Regions from separate parts of the Ovis aries genome. Here region 1 is linked to region 2. Evidence: chromatin contacts called from public Hi-C data. All regions are on one chromosome and are shown on one strand. The core of a region is the stretch at or near the end of the contact, and the rest is flanking DNA. Distances in the headings are between cores, read along the strand shown. Region 1 overlaps LOC121817603 (a long non-coding RNA gene). Region 2 overlaps LOC105604974 (a long non-coding RNA gene).

Region 1 (6,039 bases), core at 437-2,936, 210 kb after region 2:
ACACCATTCTGCTCAGTGAGAATGAGCTCATCAGGCAAGACAGGAAATGCACGGAGATGGAGTGAAGGGGACGAACCCCCCCTCCCTCACCACTCAAGCTGCTGTTCACATGTATCCGTGTCCTTTCAGACTCTTCTTCATTGAATATATTCATTTCGAATGCTGTATACACTTTTTCACTTAACCTTCTATGATGCCATATTCCATATTATTGCCAGCCCTTGGCAGGCATCATTTTCAAGGCTATGTAACATTTCATTAAGGGATGTATCTATCCCCTACTTTTAAGCGATTTTTTGAATATTCTCCTAACAATAATCACATAGCTACAAAAATCTGAGAAAAGAAAATCTAGATGCTTCTCAAGCCTAGAGGCTTGTCTGATTTGTTTTCATATTCTTTTTTTTTTTTTTTTAAGAGTTGCAAGCTTAAGTTTTATTTGGGGCAAAATGAGGACTACAGCCCAGGAGACAGCACCTCAGATAGTGAGAGACTGCTCCCTGTTTTCATATTCTTATCAGTATTGGGGAAAAATGAAAGGAGAGAAATACATGAACAAAGGGATGGATGGATGGATGGGTGGATGGATAGGTAAATGGATGAATGGGTAAATGGATGGATGGATGGGTGGATGGGTGGATAAATGGATGGATGGATGGATGGACAGAAAGCTTAAATCTTAGGCTTCTTTAGACTCAGAATTCTCAAACAAATCATCATCTCTTCCAAAGGCTATGGGTCACTTGCCATTTCTGATATGACAGCCAGACCTCCTGGACATTTCTTTGGGGACACAGCCTCCCCAAGCTCTTTCTTGATGATGAACTCTCTTTTGGTTCCTAGAAAATCTGGAAGATGATCCCACCACGTAAGCCATGTGTTCCTCCAGCTGACATGTGTTAAACATCTGTTGTTTGTACTTCCTCGGACAGAGTACCAAGTGGTTAAATTGAGGTGAAAACCGAGCTGGTCCCTGGACGACTGTGGAGCACCTGGACTCCAGATCAAGGATGGCTTGAAAGCACTCTTTTGGAGGAGGGTGGACCACGCTTGCTCCGGTGGCTAGGGAACTGAGCTAGAGTCCTAAGGAGGAGTGCCCTTTGGATGGTGCCGACGTGCGTGGGTGGCACTGCTGGGTGTGGAAGGTCATGAGGGTGTCTGGACACTGTGACAGCCGGCTGTAGAGATCAGGGGTGTCCAGAACACACCACACGCCCAGGCAGGTGGAGCATGAGCATAGCCGTGGAGGGACGAGTGACGCGATGGAGGCCCGGAAACTGAGGCCGCAAACCGAGGTGGACCACAAGGGCTGCACAAGACGGGCAGTGGGATCCTGCCGAGTATCGGAGCACGCTTAGGCTGCCCCCCTGCTCCCCGCAGAGGCCTTGGGCTGTGAAAGGGAGGTTCTTAAAAGTCAGGTCAGAACTTGGCCCCTGGCATGACCATGCCCCCCCAAAAAAGAAGGAAGATCTGCCATCGCGGGTCAATTGGTCCTGTGTCTGCAGCAGTAAGACGTGGCAGGACCTGGCGCCCTAACCTGCCTCCGTCTTGGTAAACACTCAGGCAATTGGACTCGCCCTGGTTTCCGCCTTGCTCCCCGCTCCCCTCCCCATGGCCTTTCTGCCTCTTTAGGCTCCTGTGTACTGTCCCTCTGCCGGGATCATTCAGCTCAAAAGTTCACCGAGTAATTGTGTTTCTCCATCGAGGCCAGGAAGTCTGATGCCTCTAAAAGTCAAATGTGCTTCTTCCAAAGATGACCTTAGGCAAGGAGCAATGTGTTCTTTTTCCTGCGGTTTTAACAAGATATTGGGGAAGTGAGAGAAACAGGCGGGCCAGAAGTGGAAGTGAACTTTGTGGCGACTCGGACAAGCCTTACCAGCTTCCAACTGAAGCAAGAACCGTGAGCGTGCAGTTTCCCCTTCTTGCCCGAGGGGCCAGGGCCTGCCTGCCTGCGGGCTGGACACCCTGTGGGCTGGAAAGACGTGTCCCCGATGGCATTCAGGTCGACACAGGACCTGTGTCACAAAGTCCCGAAACCCTCATTCCTAAAGCAAAAGCATCCTCTGATTCTGCCAGCCTGTCCCCTTCTTCCGAGTAAGAAAGTGTCAAACATGCAAAAATTGCCAGTGTGATTCCTTGAACAAGCGGCTGCAGGCCAGTGTCAGCATTTCAAAGCGCTGATGAAAGAGACGTCATTCAAAGACAGGAGGAAGACAGAGCCTGCCCTCCCCCAATCCTGTACTCAGTGTCAGGGCCTCCCCTCCCCACTCCACCATTAACCAGCTTTCCTGTGATTACACGGGTCCCCTTCACATCTGGTTTCCATCAGTAGCAGAAATGCCAGCTCTCTTGCACTGGGGCCTGCCGGTCATTATGCCTGGGAGCGGGGCCGTCAGTGACACCCAGCAATCTCCACCTGTGATGGCAGTGTCCGTGGCTGACCGCTCAGGGTCCGCCCCCACCCCCACCCCCCACGTAACTGGGGTGAAAAACCTCAAAGAACCATCTGGAGACTTTCTTCACACACCCAAGCCAGGGCTGGGGAATTTGTCTCTGACATTAAGCTGCCGCTGAATCTCCTGCACATTGACGTGAAGAGTGAACACGATCCTTGCTACAAAACTGGGCTCCATCTGAAACCTGCAAGGGAGTTCGAAAGAGACACAGATGGCAGACTGGGGTTTCAGCTTAATCGTACTTATGAAGAGAGAGCCTCATGGGGACGCAGCACAGGGCAGAGCATGGATTCTAACTTGTAAGCCACTGTTTGGTGTGCAGATTCTCGAAAGTCAGATTCTAGAGCTGCAGAAAGTCAGATTCTAGAGCTGCACGATCGGGTGGCTGTTCCTAAGGTAGATCTCAGAAATCAGGCAAATCCCCATGCGTGGGTGGGGGTGGGGTGGGGCAGGAACCGGAGTCATTGACTGGAGGCCGTCATGGCCCATGACAGCCCCAAATTGGCCTTGGGTTTTCCGGCAGCAAAGCTCTGCTTAATTATTCCTGGTGTGAGCTGACCCAGCATGACATAGGGAGGTATTGTGTGTCAAGGACCTCGAGGAAAAGGACAGGTCAAATGTCATCCCGAGAGGAAATCTGGCCCTTGCACCCGAGGCCTCCCATCTCTGTCTCCAGGAAACTGACATCAAACAAACCAGATATTAGTGCTGTGAACCCTGAGAGAGACGCAAGCTCTGAACTCACTCAGCAACACCAGCAAACACTTGGACTCGTTTACTCCTCGGTTGTCTAAAGGCAGCTCCAGAAGACAGTGAGACAAGGAGCCAGGACGCAGGATCTTGGTGGGCATTTTAGGCCGTTTTTACTCATTGCTGGCGTCTTTATCCCCTCCAAAGACACTCACTACGGCAACAGATGGTTTTGCCTTTAGCTGTTCGATAAAGAAAAAGCCTGCTTAAGAAAAAAGTTTTAAAAATCTCTCTTAAATCCTTTAAATCTCTTTCAGGCTTCATCTCAAAGTTCTCTGGAGTTGGGAGGTGGGGGCGGGGTGGGGGGGGGCGGGGAGGAGTCTCAATTGCATTTACCAGGTCTTTTACAAAAGATTGATTGGCTGTCGTAAAGTTTCTAAGTGACACTCAAATATCACAAAACACATAATCCCAGCCAGAGCAAATGATGGCTTTCTGAAAAGGAACCTGATGGACCCAGAAGCCTCTGAGAAATGGCGTTACATTGTTTCATTTCACAGAGGGGAGAGCAACAGCCTTCTACTGCCTGTGAAAGGCTATTTTCCTTGGTAAACTAGGACTGTCTGCGCCGGATGAAGAGGGTCTTCCCAGGTGGCACTAGTGGTGAAGAATCTGCCTGCCAATGCAGGAGAGGTGAGAGACACCGGGTCCACCCCTGGGTCAGGGAAGATCTCCTGGAAAAGGGCATGACACCCACTCCAGTATTCGCGTCTGGAGAATCCCTGACGAGAAGCCTGGCGAACTACAGTCTGCACAAAGATTCGGACACGACTGAAACGATTTAGCATACACCTGATGAAGAGGTCATCCAGCCCTGCAGGAAGCATCTTCTGATGAATTCATCAGAACGAAATGCTCGTTTGCCAGAAGACTTAGAATTCTTCCACGTGCCTACAGCATCCACCAAGCCTTCACCCATTCATTCTTTTCTCTTGCATCTAGCAATATTTATTGGGGCTGATTCTGGACCAGGAACTGTGCTAAGTGCTAAGTATATCCAGTACAGGAGAGAACAAGGCAAGGCCCTGCTTCCATGGGCTTTCATTCTCGTGACAGGGACCAAATAATACATAAATATACACATAATAATGCCTCGGATAGTGAAAAAAACAACGTCATGGGAGTAGACAGAGAACTATGGGCCAGGAGCCAAGGGGATTTTTAGGAGGTGATGTTTGAGCCAAGACCTGAGTGATGAGGGGGAAGAAGGCAACACAAATATCCAAGAACTTGCTAGGCAGAGGGAACAGAAGTCCTGACTCGAGAGCAAGCTTGCTGTGTTCAGGGACCAGCAGTCCAGCAGGCTGGAGTGACCTCACACCTGCTAGGATGGCAGTCATCAATGAGACGAGGAAAGATAGGTACTAGTGAGCATGCGGGGTAGAGGGAAGCCTGGTGGCTGTTGGTGGGACTGTGAGTTGGTCCAACCACAGTGGAAAACAATATAGCAGTTTCTCAAAAAATTAAAAATACAATGATCATGTGATCCGGCTGTCCCACTTCTGGGTATTTATCCAGAGAAAACCAAATCACTGTCTCAAAAAGATATTAGCATCCTGTGTTCAGTGGATATATATATACTAGCCTAGAGATGGAAGCAAGCTGAGCATCCCTAGGTGGATAAACGAATACATGGATTTCTGCTCAGTGTTAGGTGGGAGCCTGGATGGGAGGGGAGTTTGGGGGAGAATGGGTACCTGTATGTGTATGACTGAGTCCCTTCAGTGTTCACCCGAAACTATGACAGTATTGTTTGTTAATCGGCTATACCCCCAAAACAAAATAAAACGTGTTTTTTTTTTAAAAAAAAAAGAATATGTGAGATACATACATAAACACACACACAAGAATATTATTCAGCCATAAGAAAGGAAGGAAATCTTGCCCTTTGTAGCATCATGGATGGGTGGGCCTTGAGGACATTATGCTAAATGAAATAAATCAGAGAGACAAATACTGTTTGAATTCACTTATATGCAGAATCTTGAAAAAAAAAATCATGGATGTAGCAAACAGGTCTGTGGTGGCCAGAGGTACAGGGTGGGTAAAATGGGTAGAGAGGGTCAAAAGGTACTCAATTCCAGTTGTAAGATGAATAAGTTGTGGGATGTAACATAGAGCATGGTGACTATGGTATGGTATAGCGCGGTAACCAATACTGCATTATATATTTGAAAGTCTCTAAGAGAAGAAATCTTAAAAGTTATCATCACAAGAGGAAGAAATTTGTAAGCATATGAAGTGGTGAATGTTAGCTTATTTTGGTGATTATTTAGCAATATATACATACATCACATTATCATGCTGTATGCCTTGGACTAATACAATGCTGCATGACAGCTGTAACTCAGTGAAACTGGGCGACAAAAGGCTAGAGTGTTGGTTTCTGCGGTACAACACAAATCAGCCATAACTATACATATTTCCCCTCCTTCTTGAGCCACCCTCTCCTCCCAGGAACCCACCCCTCACAGATCTTCACAGAGCGCCAGGCTGGGCTCCCTGCAGGACACAGCAGCTTCCCACCAGCTGTCTGTTTTACACGGAATAACGTGTATATATCAGTGCTACTCGCCCCATTTATCCCGCTTCTCCTTCCCCCACTGTGTCCACAAGTCTGTTCTCTGCATCTGCGTCTCCCTTGCTTCCCTAAAACACTGTAAAGCAATTTCCCTTCAATTAAAACAAAAATGAATAAAAGAACCAGTGAGTTGCAAAATGTATAACAGCTGCACTTGAAGAAGTAACTGACCTTGATTTATCTATTTTTATTGTTATAAATTGGTGTCATGATAATCAAATGTGCAACACACACCAAAAAAGGCTTGCTGTT
Region 2 (5,818 bases), core at 1,073-3,572:
AATTCAGTGCTCTGGGGCACAGGCCTCCACATGTCCAGAAGAGTCGGCTGAGTCTCTGATTCTCTCCGCCATCCAAGAATAAAAATAGAGGCTGCACCATTAAAACGATCCTAGGAGATTAAAGGATTTCTAAGCCAAAACAAGACCCGAGATAAGCTGCCTACGTGTCAGCGAGGAGGAGGCTGTGGCGTCGGTCTCGGACGCCAGCAAGTCGGGGAAGTGGCCCCCTGCAGCCTGATGAGACTTGTCCCAGGGCCTCTTCCCTCCTGTCCTGTTGGGTCGGGTCGGCTTGTCGGAGAGGGTGGCCTGGCACCTGGGCAAAGCCTTTAAGGCCCCAGTATCTGGGCCACAGGGTCTCCGTCACTGTCCTTTTTGGCCGGGTCATTTCCAGTTAAAACTGGCCGTTGGTGTTGTTTTAAACATCTCCTCCACTCATCATAAATGCTTTTAGTAACCAGTCACTCTCCTCCATTGGCTGAGCTTGCATATCTCCCCATCCCCTAGGAGAACTGGACTAGAATCTTCCTTGGCTTCCACACGGATTTCTTGTCTCCTCAAGGGCTCACCCAAGGTGGCCCAGAAAGGTGGGAAACGCTGACACATGACCCAGGACACCTCCACAGGAGGGGGCTGCTGGTGGGAGGGTCGTGTATAGGGTCACCCCAGTGAGCCTGCAGGGAGTGGCGTTTACACATGCCCGGACAGCACATTTGGAGCCTGTGTCCGCAGCCTCCCAAACAGCCAACCATGTGCAAAAACGGCGAGACAAATCATACACATCTTTGCGATCTTTCCCCCCGGTTTTGGAAAAGCCAACTACAGTAGAGTCTTCTTTAGAAGGAGACTAGGTCTGGAGCCAGAGGACACACTTTCTAGCTCCCCCGCCCCCTCCTTATCCACATTACCTCGGACAGTCGCCCTGGACATCAGTCTCTGCACCTGCAACTCCTGGGACATACTTTCTCTTCTTGTATTTACAGGGCTGTCAGGAGGATTCAAGTGCTTTCCAAGTCTATGTGGGGGTGGTTTAGTCGCTAAGTCGTGTCTGACTCTTTGTGACCCCATGGAGCCTACCAGGCTCCTCTGTCCATGGGATTTCCCAGGAAAGAATACTGAAGTCAGCTGCCATTTCCTTCTCCAGGGGATCTTTCCAATCCAGGGATTGAACCTGCACCTCCTGCATTGGGAGGCAAATTTCTTACCCCGAGCCACCAGGGAAGCCTATTCAAGTCTATAATACCAAGTAAAGAGGAATTTATTGTTATTATTATTTTGTTATTGCTTTCATCATCATCATCTTTCATTCCAAATGGACAGCTTGACTTTTGCCTTAGGGAAGTCGTTTTCAACTAAAAAAGGGACTGTGGAATCTGAGTGCAATGGAAACAGAGGTTTCTGTAACTTTTATCAAGAGGGAAGAAAAGAGTCAGTGGCTTTTAATTAGATTGCAGATGTGGAATGTTCCAGTGGGAAGGGATCTGAGAACACCATCCCCACCCTACCCAATGCACAGTGCCCCCAATACTCAGACCCTCCACGAACCGGTGCTGATGCTAAGAGCTCCTGGGTGTTGAGCGCTCGCTGGGCACCTGCTTTTCTGCTAAGTGTTCTGTGTGCGTTATCACACAAATGCTCAGAACAGCAGCACCCAGAGGCAGCAGGGACACTGACATCTGTGTTAACTCGTGACAAGATTATGTCTTCACAAGACAAGGATTTTCCCACAGCCCCATGGCCAGAAAGACAGAGCCCCCATGCCAACCCTGGGCTGGCTGTTGCCCCCTAAAGGAATCAGTGGCTGAACACCCTCATCAAAACAGGTAGGGAAACTGCGCTCAAAGGAGGAGAAATGAGTTGCCCACGTCACTCTGGAAACCAGCCAGTCTGAGGCTAGTTCCTATACCCAGAAGAAGGTGTCTTGGCTACTTGGACCTTTTCAAGAAGAAATTCTGCCTGAATTGGCCCTTCCAAAATGCAGCCCATGGGGTGGTCCTGGACAGCACCAACGCGGCCATCTGGTCTACCCCAGGCTCTCTCTGTCTCTCTCTCTCTCTCTCTCTCTCTCTCTTCACATCAGGTGACTTTCCTGACTGCCTGTGAACCTCACTTTTCCTGGACTCTCCCTTTCTCGGCCCACATGCGGCCCGAGTGACACATTCTGTGCTGTAAATGAGGGTGCTGTGGCGTGTTCTCAGGTCTTACTGGAAGTGCAGCTATTAAAAAACAGTTCAGTAAACAGCCAGCCCAGTCAGTACACGTCAGCAGCCCTGCTCCGAGGCTCCAACGTCAGCAAAGGCGGGCTGAGGCCTCAGGCCAGCGCCCTCTCCAGCTGCCACCCCGCCCTCAGACCAGCCCCCTGCCCCTGTCAGCGGGGTGAGATTGGCCAGGGCCTAGCAGAGCTGCACCGCCACACCCCCAGCCCGGCTGGCTTCTGGAGTGTCCAGATTGCCTGCGGGAAATGACCCCTTGCTCAAAACCGGGACCTGAGAATTGTTCCCCAGGCAACCCCATTCAGCTTAGCAGGAAAGGAACCAGAACACAGATAGCAATCAGATCATCGAGTCTATGAAGGGCAAGTATCCGGATTGGTGGCTAGAGCATTTATTGTGTATAGGGTTCCCACCTGGGATTTCCTTGTCAATTCTCCACAAATGAAAACTGCTTCTTTATCAAAAGCAAGAGGTCATGGGAAGCTTAAATAACCTAGTGGAAGAAAGAAGTGGAAGCTGATGTTAGCCCTGACCATTTCAGGCTTATTGGTAACAGACCACATGGATCCCCAGGAGGAGAGGCAGGGTAGGCCTGAGTCCAGATTCCAGGCTTCTCTCTTTCTCAGCTGGAAAGAAAAGGTGGCGGGGAATGAGGAATGTGGGGGGTGGGAGCAGGTACAAAGCCTGGAAACTGGAGGAGGAAAGCCTGGGAGAACTTGAGGTGGAAAGACGAGGGTTTGGTGGATGAGCAGCACGTGGACACTGGAGGGAAGAGGTTTGGGTGCCATCTCCTGGGTCTTGGGACCTGCTGGCTAGCTCTCCCTTCAGTGGGTGCTGTCTTGAGGCAAGTTGAGGATGAGGGCCCAGCAGTAGGAATCTGGAGGTGAGAGGGGAAGGGATGTCAGAAGAACCCCTTCGTTCCCTGCACCCAAATTCTGCAGCTGATGTCCATTTACATGAGAGTATGAGAACATGGGTCATGCAGGGTGGTGGCATTTGCGTCAGCACTGTTCACACCAGGGAGAGCATCTCACTGATTCCCACTGTTCACACCGTGGAGAGCATCTCTCCGCCTCCAACCGTTCACACTGCAGAGAGCATCTATCGCCTCCCTGCCATTCACATCACAGAGAGCATCTCACCCATTCCCACCATTCACACCATGGAGAGCATCTCTCCCCTCCCTGCCGTTCACACCGCAGAGAGTACTTCACCCATTCCCACTGTTCACTCTCAGGGAGCATCTCTCCCCTTCCCACTGTTCACACTGTGGAGAGCATCTCTCCCCTTCCCCGATCCACCTGCAGGGGTGTGGGGTCCCAGGAACCCCCAGAAGAGGCTTTCTGTGGAGCAGAGGTTGTAGATGTAAGCCTCGGGCCCACTGAGAGCAAGGCTGCTCCTGAACACATCCCAAGTGTTCCTGGCACATCTTGGTGCCAAGAACAGGCACCCTGTGCTCATAGCTAGTGGAAACTACAATTCTGAGCACAACGGCTCCAGGCCTGAGGTGTCCATTACAGGTGATGGGGCTAAATGACCCCGGCTCGGCCACGCCCCAGCATCTGGCGTCTGGACTGGCAGTGTGTCCAGCTCAGTCTTGGGCACACATCTCCATCCTGCACTTGCTCTTAGTGACGGCAGGAATCTCCCAGGAGAGCCTGGGCTTCCTGACGTGTGTGCCGCTAGCAGTCACTGTGAGTGTCACTCAGCACTTGTCTCATGATTCCTCTCTGTCTGTCCTTTGGTTTCCCCAGTTCAGGACGTCCTCGTCTGCTAGGTACGCTGGGATGCATGATCCTGGTCTCCCAGTGACTGCGCCGCCCTGAGAGCCTGGGCGGCCCTGAGCTCTGCAGAACCGACCAGAGGGAATCCTCTATGTGCGTCCTGAGACTGCGGCTGCCCCAAAGCCAGCCTCCCTCCTTATGAAAAGCAGCCAGGCTCGTCACCAAAGCCCACCTGGGCCTTGCTTCCCAGGTGGCACTAGCAGTAAAGAACCTGCCTGCCAGTGCAGGAGACGTAAGAGATCCCTGGGTAGGGAGGATCTCCTGGAGGAGGGCATGGCACCCCACTCCAGTATTCTTGCCTGGAAAATCCCACGGACAGAGGAGCCTGGCGGGCTACAGTCCATGGGGTCACTAGGAGTTGGACACGACTGAAGCAGCGTAGCACGTGTTAGCATGGCAGAGTGGACTGTGGTATCCAAGCGATTAACAGTGTCACCACCTCGCCTTGGCTGCCGGTGACTCTAATGCTTAAGGATTTGTGAATCAAAAGGCACTCCCTTCAGGACACTTGCGCCTGCAGAGCTGGACCCTGCCCCGGGAATGCCGAATCCATTGGGGTCAGCAAGAAATGACCACTGACCTCACGAATGCCACAGGCCAGCTTCTGTATAAGCAAAGCGACCCCCCTCATGAGCCACACTCTGCCTGGGGAAGAAAGCCCAGTGCAGTGCGGGTGGAGAAATGGCCAACTGGGCCCAAATAGCATGGTCTTCAGACCTGGGAGCAGGAAGCCGCCACGGCTCTCCCGCCCCTCCTCCCTCAGTCCTTAGGGTGCAAAAGGTAGCCTCGCCAACCAGCTGCGCCGACCTGCAAAGCGTAGCTCTGACATCTGATGCGTCACCAAGGGCACCTGGCCGGTGTTTCGGGAAGAACCTAGTTTTCACAGTCGACTTCAGATTGCTATGAATCACCCTATCTGATTCAAATGTGGCCTTGGGTGGACTTAGAGATAGCTGATTGCCTCAGATTAATCCACCATTGCCTCAGCAAGTAATTTACCTCTGGGAGTTTCAGGGACCAAAAAGAACAATCCATTTGCATAAGGAGTCTAATCTCAGAGTCCCGGCAGGAGGCTGTTCTTGGGCCAGCAGCACCCTGGGACAGGGAAGACTCCTGGAGTTCTGGATCCTCCTATCCTCCCCTCCCCCTTCCTCCCCTCCCCCTTCCTCCCCTCCCCCTTCCTCCCCTCCCCCTTCCTCCCCTCCTCCTTCCTTCTTTCCCCCTTCCTCCCCTCCCCCTTCCTTCTTTCCCCCTTCCTCCCCCCATTCCTTCCCTCCCCCATTTCTCCCCTCCCCCATTTCTCTCCTCCCCTCCCCCTTCCTCCCCTATTCCTCTCCTCCCCCATTCCTCCCCTCCCCTTCCTCTCCTCCCCATTCCTCCCCTCCTCCTTCTTTCTTTCCCCTTCCTCCCCCCTTCCTCCCCTCCCCCTTCCTCCCCTCCCCCTTCCTCCCCTCCTCCTTCCTTCTTTCTCCCTTCCTCCCCCCTTCCTCCCCTCCCCTCTCTTCTCCCCTCCCCCCTTTCCTCCACTCCCCCATTTCCTTTCCTCCCCTCTCCCTTTCTTTCCCTCCCCCTTCCTCTCCTCCCCCCTCTTCTCCCCTCCCCCCTTTCCTCCCCTCCCTCCTTCTATACCCCATAGATGAATACCGTTCTCCAGGTCATGACTTGGTTCCCAGCTGCAGCTCCTGATAAGCGGGCTCCCACCCCCACGCTCCCACCCCGGTGGTCTGTCTCTCCACCTTCGGGCACACAATTTACCCCCACACAGTTCTTCCTTGTCCTCTGCAGCAACGCTCCAGCCACGTCCAGATTCACATGGCAGAAACC

What was found. A called contact is a pair of places that touch in the nucleus more often than the background predicts.
Region 1: a contact with region 2 is called in a Hi-C map of liver, with 2.2 times the contacts expected there. The contact joins two enhancer-like sites. A contact is called at or near these places in 3 of 16 Hi-C or Micro-C datasets (liver, omental adipose tissue and tail adipose tissue).

The regions. Positions count from the first base shown.
Region 1 is chr1:272,052,420-272,058,458 of ARS-UI_Ramb_v3.0, forward strand. It overlaps LOC121817603 (a long non-coding RNA gene), which reads right to left. Exons shown (of 3, transcript XR_009598527.1): 3 at 5,960-6,039. Among named protein-coding and RNA genes, the nearest start is that of ETS2, 270 kb to the left of the region's middle. Within about 2 kb of position 1,687, at least 12 of the 54 cell types and tissues checked have an H3K27ac peak or open chromatin away from gene starts, as enhancers often do. A contact at or near this core is called in liver, where this site is marked.
Region 2 is chr1:271,844,064-271,849,881 of ARS-UI_Ramb_v3.0, forward strand. It overlaps LOC105604974 (a long non-coding RNA gene), which reads right to left. Exons shown (of 2, transcript XR_006057603.1): 1 at 5,750-5,818; 2 at 2,580-3,087. Among named protein-coding and RNA genes, the nearest start is that of ETS2, 62 kb to the left of the region's middle. Within about 2 kb of position 2,323, at least 28 of the 54 cell types and tissues checked have an H3K27ac peak or open chromatin away from gene starts, as enhancers often do. A contact at or near this core is called in liver, where this site is marked.